Linked DNA regions of Zea mays: region 1 is linked to region 2. A link is a contact called in public Hi-C data. All regions are on one chromosome and are shown on one strand. Each heading gives the region's core, a stretch centred on a gene start, on an enhancer-like site or on the middle of the called end of the contact. The rest is flanking DNA. Distances are from core to core; before and after follow the strand shown.

What was found. A called contact is a pair of places that touch in the nucleus more often than the background predicts.
Region 1: a contact with region 2 is called in a Hi-C map of endosperm, with 3 times the contacts expected there. The contact joins the enhancer-like site here to the promoter of LOC103636168 in region 2. A contact is called at or near these places in 4 of 25 Hi-C or Micro-C datasets (bundle sheath, ear, endosperm and 1 more).

What each region holds. Positions count from the first base shown.
Region 1 is chr1:71,489,655-71,493,411 of Zm-B73-REFERENCE-NAM-5.0, reverse strand. No RefSeq gene overlaps it. Among protein-coding and RNA genes, the nearest start is that of LOC109943428, 53 kb to the left of the region's middle. Within about 2 kb of position 2,096, at least 13 of the 20 cell types and tissues checked have an H3K27ac peak or open chromatin away from gene starts, as enhancers often do. A contact at or near this core is called in bundle sheath, endosperm and leaf, where this site is marked.
Region 2 is chr1:71,295,468-71,299,080 of Zm-B73-REFERENCE-NAM-5.0, reverse strand. It overlaps LOC103636168 (serine/threonine-protein kinase), which reads left to right and starts at 2,271. Exons shown (of 3, transcript XM_008658520.4): 1 at 2,271-3,223. The coding sequence starts at 2,611.

The sequences.
Region 1 (3,757 bases), core at 847-3,346, 190 kb before region 2:
ATAGTCCACCATAAGACTATTAAATGCTAGATGTACATGAGAGTATGAATCGTGGGTCACTTCGATGCTTTAGGTTTCAATGCCTATAGTCTCATGTCAGAGTGGTATCTCCCTCAATATACTGTTTTATTCTCTTTCCTCTTAACCCACATATCAAATCAGATTTCTATCCTACATGGCATGTATTAAATGAGTATGACACCATGCACTAATAATAGCATTAGAGCAAGTATAATGATGGACTGTAAGATGGCTAAAAGTTGATGCATGTGGACGAGAGAGAAGAGGATAGAGAGAAGCGGGCTATAAACTTACAACCAGCTTAGACACAATAATCAAAAATTCTGTGAGACATGTGGATCATACATTAATAATGAGCAGCTAAACACTATACGAATAGGCTGAAAGGTACGTAGGCTATAAAGATTCCTACTGCCAGTGGTTAGCTATATTATTAAACTTGCTCTTATGTATTGAGCGGCCACCTGAACCGCATGTGGCTCGAAGATTAATGTAGCAGTTGTATCATTGACTCCAATATGTATTTAGAATCAAACATTGTAATAGGTCTCGATGCACAAAATAAATGTGTGCAGTTCTAACGCGTATAAGGTCATCTCCAGCGGAGCGTGTATATGGGCGTGCAAAACACTGTTTTACACTGTAGATTGCACTGTTTATAAAGTGAAAATTAAAATAGAGGGTGAGATAGGGAGTGTGGTAGAAAGGCTGCCGGAGATAGCCTTGAGCATGAGTTATAATTCTGGACCAAAATAAAAATTATAAGAAACATGAGGGTACTTTAGAAAGTATAATGGATAGATAGAAGAAATTTTTTTTTGCTCTTTAATATGTATTATGTATAGATATATAGATATAGATATAGATATAGATGTTGATGTTGATGTAGATATAGATATAGATATAGATATAGATGTTGATGTAGATATAGTCATATATAGATGTAGATGTAGTAGGTTGGACAAGCAGAAAAACACTTATAGCATAGTGGTAGTATACTATCGGTTGACATAGGATAAACTAAGGGAAAGGCGATGAAGAAATCAACATGTGAAAATCAAAACAAAAAAAATTAGAGGTTAGCACGCCCCAATTAATGACAGCATAGATATGTCATGCTGATGTTAATAAACCGTGTGATGTACCCTCTCTCCCAGCCGGTATGTGTGTAGCAGAACGCGGCCGCATTGTTTCACACACACGGTTGACAGGTTCAGCGCGTGCTAGCTGCGCATATGGTATATATATATATGTTGGTTCCACGCATCCACTACACTGACGCCATCAGCACTGGACTCGACCGAGATTGATCGGCCGTCGTCAAAGCCAACCTGCTGCCGGCGCGCGGGGGGTGGCAGAGTTCATACCGATCACCACGCGCCCGGCGTTACTCATGCATGCATGCAGTGGATGAGCTGGTTTAAGTAATTTCTCATATGCTTCTCATGGATATGTAAACATCGCAGTATACGTGTGTGTGTGTTTGGTGTGAGACGAACGAGTCGTCTAGGTCTAGGTCTAGCTAGCTCTAGGCGTGTTTAATGCCGCTACTGATAAACCAAACGCTTTGTTAGCCTAGTATATATAAGACGTACGCTTTGTTATTGACCACGTACGATACACATGTATAAGTTTCGTTTGGTGCATGCGTGTCATTCTCGGTGACGTACGTGACATACCCAGCAGCTGCGCTCGTTAAACTATACAGATGAGCGTGATGCACACACATCAAGGTTATTCGCAAGGTCGTCTCTGTTGTTTTCATGCCGTGCTTTGTTTGTTTCTCTCCGTCCATAGCCTGCAGACTACAGCGAAGAAGAAGGCAGCTGCTGCTGAACCTGATGAGAGTGAGACGCTTTGCTTTCGATGTCGTGTTGTGTCCCCAGGAACGACGCCTCTGCCCTTTCTACTGCTGCTAGTCGTTCCATGCATGCATGTTCACACATTTGTCTGTCCAAGTCTCGATCGTCGCCACCTTTTTCAGAACCCAGAAAAGGAGGAGAGGCTACCATCTATACAACTACAATCTCCACCCCTTTCGTTTTCTTGTGCTCGATCGCTCAGCGTCTGTCCGTCGCTGTCCTGTTCCCTGTGCATGCGCTGCGCTGCGTGCTAAACATGAGCGCGTCCACATCAGACAGAGCGTGTACACATCAGACAGAGCTCCAAACTCGATCGGCGCCCACATCATTATGCATATATGTATCCAACTTCCATACGTCATATTCTGTGACCATCTTGGTATGCTGTGGCATGTTTTGTGCGAGAGCGGGAAGCGACCTATATATTTTTCTTTTATTACTCTTAGTATCGTCGTCTACCTGGTCTCTACGTTATACTTGTCTAAACGGGCCGACCGACGGACAGCCTATGGCCTGGCACTGTAGAGGCCCGTCACGAGCATGGCCCGGCACAGGCACAGTGTCGTGCTTGGATAGGCTGGTCGGCCCACAGTGCAGGCACGGGCTCGACACGGTTAAAGGGGCGGCCCGGGAACAACCCGATAGGCTAAATACCTACCGCTGCCACCCCTCGGCCCCCGTTCCCAAGCGAAACCTAAACCTAATCCCCTTCCCCTCTCGCGTCTCTCTCACACACCCGCACTCCGCCTCTCCCTCATCTGCTCCGCTTTGCTCGACGGCTCCCCCCCATCCGAGGAATACGCCGGTGAGCCTGTGTCGACCATCGACAGATCTGACGCTCTGGTGACCGGTGCTCTAATCCTCCTCCTCTCATATCCCTCCGATGACCCTCTCCATAACCCTAATCCTCGATCTGGTCGCTCTAGTGTCTGTGTCTCCTCTCGTTGCATCGTTTCCTCATCGATCTTGTAGCCTCGTCGGTGGATCTGGTGCTCCCACGTGCATGTATGTATCTAGTATTGTCAGCGTTTTGACCCCGGGGGGTCCCTGGACCGACGAGTAAATTGTCGCCGCGTGCCCCAGCCCAGATGGGTCGGCGCGAGACGGAGCGCGAACGGGGGAAAGCCGGAGGGAGACAGGCGTAAAAGGGGAAACCCGCGGCCTTCGTGTTTGTCCCGCGCCCAGGTCGGGTGCGCTTGCAGTAGGGGGTTACAAGCGTCCGCGTGGGAGGGAGCGAGAGGCTTACGCGCGCGCCGTCCCGTCCTCCCCGCACGGCCAACCCTCGTAAGAGGGCCCTAGATCTTCCTTTTATAGGCGTAAGGAGAGGGTCCAGGTGTACAATGGGAGATGTAGCAGCGTGCTAACGTGTCTAGCAGAGAGGAGCTAGTGCCGTAAGTACATGTCGTCGTGGCAGCCGGAGAGGTTTTGGCACCCTGTTCGTGTGATGTCGTGGCCGTCGGAGGAGCGCTGGAGCCTTGCGGAAGGACATCTGTCGGGGCTGTCGAGTCCTTGCTGACGTCTCCTTGCTTCCGTAAGGGGGCTGAGAGCCACCGTCGTCATGGAGCATGCGGGGCGCCATCATTATTTGTTTTACCGGGGCGCGCCAGATGGGACGCCGGTCTTGTTCCCCGTAGCCAGAGCTAGCTAGGGGTAGGATAATGATGGCCCCTCCTGTGACGTGGTCGGTCCGAGCCCTGGGTAGGGTGAGGCGGAGGCTCCTCCGAGGTCGAGGTCGAGTCTGTCTTCCGAGGTCGAGGCCGAGTCCGAGCCCTGGGTCGGGCGAGGCGGAGTTCATCGTCTTCTAGGGCCGAGGCCGAGTCCGAGCCCTGGGGTCGGGCGAGTCGGAGTTCGTCGTCTTCTGGGGCCGAGGCCGA
Region 2 (3,613 bases), core at 1,022-3,521:
TCCCTGTTGACGTGGCGGGCCCGCGCCCGAGGCCGGGCGACGTGGGGGCTCCTCCGAAGCTGGGGTCGAGTCTGTCTTCCGTTGCCGAGGCCGAGCCCGAGCCCCTGGGTCGGGCGAGGCGGAGGTCGTTCGGCAGAGGCCAGGGCGGAGTCCGAGCCCTGGGGTCGGGCGAAGCGGAGTTCGTCGTCTTCTGGGGCTGAGCCTGAGTCCGAGCCCTGGGTCGGGCGGAGCGGAGTTCGCCGTCTTCTGGGGCTGAGCCCGAGTCCGAGCCCTGGGTCGGGCGGAGCGGAGTTCGCCGTCTTCCGGGGCTTAGCCCGAGTCCGAGCCCTGGGTCGGGCGGAGCGGAGTTCGCCGTCTTCCGGGGCTTAGCCCGAGTCCGAGCCCTGGGTTGGGCGGAGCGGAGTTTCCTATGGCGCCTTTGGCAGGGCCTGACTGCCTGTCAGTCTCACTCTGTCAAGTGCACTGCAGTCGGAGTGGCGCAGGCGGCGCTGTCCTTCTGTCAGACCGGTCAGTGGAGCGGCAAAGTGACGGCGGTCACTTCGGCTCTGCCGGGGGGCGCGCGTCAGGATAAAGGTGTCAGGCCACCTTTGCGTTAAATGCTCCTGCGACTTGGTCGGTCGGTGCGGCGATTTAGTCAGGGTTGCTTCTTAGCGAAGGCAAGGCCTCGGGCGAGCCGGTGATGTGTCCGCCGTTAAAGGGGGGCCTCGGGCGAGACGGAAATCCCTCGGGGTCGGCTGCCCTTGTCCGAGGCTAGGCTCGGACGAGGCGTGATCGAGTCGCTCGTATGGACTGATCCCTGACTTAATCGCACCCATTAGGCCTCTGCAGCTTTATGCTGATGGGGGTTACCAGCTGAGAATTAGGCGTCTTGAGGGTACCCCTAATTATGGTCCCCGACAAATATATAGGGGCAGAATATAATGCTGTTGTGGTGTGTAATAATTTGGTGCATAGTGTGCAACAGTAGTTTCTGAGTATGTGTATCCGGTTTGTCATGTGATAAATCCAAACTGGCCGGTTGTGTTCGCTAATATTAGGGCACCACGCGGTGGTCCTGGTGCATCCTCGGACTGTCCGGCACGGAAAGACGGAGGGTCCGCGTAAGGGCCGGACTGTCCTGGCAAAAGCTCGGACGGTCCGACCGTGTCTAGGGGCGTCGATCTGTCAAGCAGGGACGACAGTGGTGGTATTTGCCCTGGATATTAGTTCATCGGCATACCATATAATGGTTGGGGCTGCGAATCCATATTTGTTGCCGATGTATTAGATATCGATATCCTATTACTAGTTTCATATGATGGAAAACTAGGAGCAATAGACTTCTCCAACGCACGTGTTAATTTTCTAATTGATTATTCTAACCCGCCAATATGTTGTTTCATTTGATTATGTTGCTGATCTACATAATGTTTAATAGATTGGATGTCGTGGGGTTTTCTTACGTTGGGGACTTGAAGCGAAGATAAAAGAGATGCAACGTCGGTCTCTCCATATTTGACAACCTTCTGCTGGCGATCCACCGTGTATTGTGACAAGAATTTCTCCTTCGCTTGACGCATGTAGTCTTCGTATTGAAGTTGTCCCTCAGCCGTCAGACTTTCAACAACCGACTTTAGGATATTGTCCGAGGAAATATCGATGTGATCTTTAGAACCGACCATTTGAGGCCTGATTTTAGTAGATACCGGTGTGTCTTGGTGTCGGTAGGCCGCCCGAGACGCCTCTAGTCGACGTAGAGCCGAAGAGAGGTGAAGGTTTGAGGTAGAGGATGCTAAACTTGGGCTAAACTAGAGTTACTTCTAATGTATAAAGTAAAAACGATAAGTATAATTGATTGGATCGATTTTAGGGGTTTTATCGGTCGTAGCCCTTCATCTATATAAAGAGGGAGGTTTGTACCCGTTACAAGTCGGTTCCCGAGTCAATTCCGCAGGTTTAGCTAACAAATCTTGCAAGAAATCCGAAGCCATAATCGATTCTGCGCTGCTACGACGGATAGTCCGAACCGCGGGCCTGGACTGTCCACAAGGATATTTTCAGTGTTCAACAAATCGGATGGGTTTTTTTTATCCGTGTGCGCATCTCTATTTTTTTTTTTTTGAACAACATGAAAGCTAGCTACTATGTATCGGCAGCCAAAAAGGAAAAAAAAAAGTGTTGTGAAATTGAGGAAAAGACAGGAAGAAAGGAAATCGAAGCATAGGAAAACTGGAAATCCACGGCTGGGAGGGCCGGTGGGGCGCACATATGCATGCGATCGAGGCGTTGAGCTGTCAAGTCAGCGGTCAGCGCGGCGATATGTCTTCTGTCTGCTGTGGACTGGAACGGAAAGCCGATCGGCTCAACCAACGCGCCATCCATTTTACTCGGCATGGTTTTGGTTGGTAGGTAGCTATGCTTCACCGCGGGCCGAGCCGGCCTCTACAAATACTCATCCATGTGCTTCTCATTTCCTCGGCCACCACCACCACACAACACCCACACGCGCGCCGCGCCTACTCGACGACCTAGATAGCTGCTAGCGAGCCTGTCCATCGATCGGCCTCGTGCTTGAGCTCAAACCTGTTGCATGGTGTGCGTGCGTGGCATAGATAGATAGACAGATCGACGATGGCGAGGTCATCCAACAAGAAGAAGTCGCAGCAGCTGAAGCAGAAGCCGGTGTCGGCGTGGCAGTTCCTGTTCCGCGGGTGCCTGGGCGGGGCCGCGTCCGGGAGCAGGCGGCGGAAGAACAAGGTCCAGCCGCGGTCGTCCACGCAGCAGGGGCGGGCGGCGCCGCCGTCCCCCGCGCCGTCGTCGTCGACGGGGCTGCAGCACCAGCGGCTGTCGCTGACGGACGTGATGAGCACGGCGTCGGACCAGGACCTGTCGGTGTCGCTGGCCGGGTCGAACCTGCATGTGTTCACGGTGGGGGAGCTGAAGGCTGCGACGCAGGGGTTCGTGGACAGCAACTTCCTGGGCGAGGGCGGGTTCGGCCCCGTGTACAGGGGCGCCGTGGCCGAGGGCGCCAAGCCGGGGCTCCGCTCGCAGCAGATCGCCGTCAAGCTGTGGGACCCCGAGGGCACGCAGGGCCACAAGGAGTGGCTGTCGGAGGTCATCTTCCTGGGCCAGCTGCGCCACCCCAACCTCGTCAGGCTCGTCGGCTACTGCAGCGAGGAGGAGCACCGCCTGCTGGTCTACGAGTACATGCCTAAGGGGAGCCTCGAGAACCACCTCTTCAAGAGTGAGTAGTATTACCACGCCCCATCCATCGTCACCTACTCTCAGCAAATTTTATCATTTCCTGTTCAATTTGTCAAACGCGATGGGTGCAATCCATCATCCAGTTCGTTCGTACGACGTGCTCCAGCTAGCCCGCACTAACAACTACAAGTCGTCAACTGATGGTTGGATTAGCATTAGCTAGAGGTGTGGTACACGGCCAAATAAACACTGTTCATTTGAAAGGGCTATCTAGCTAGGAGGGAGTCCGAGCTGGTGGTTGACCGCAACGTTGCATTAAACTGTTGATCCTGTTATGATTTATATGAGTTTGGTCAAAATTGTTAGAGAGATCTGGCTTAAAACAAATGCAAAATGCCATAATTTAAGGATGAATATAATACACAAAAAA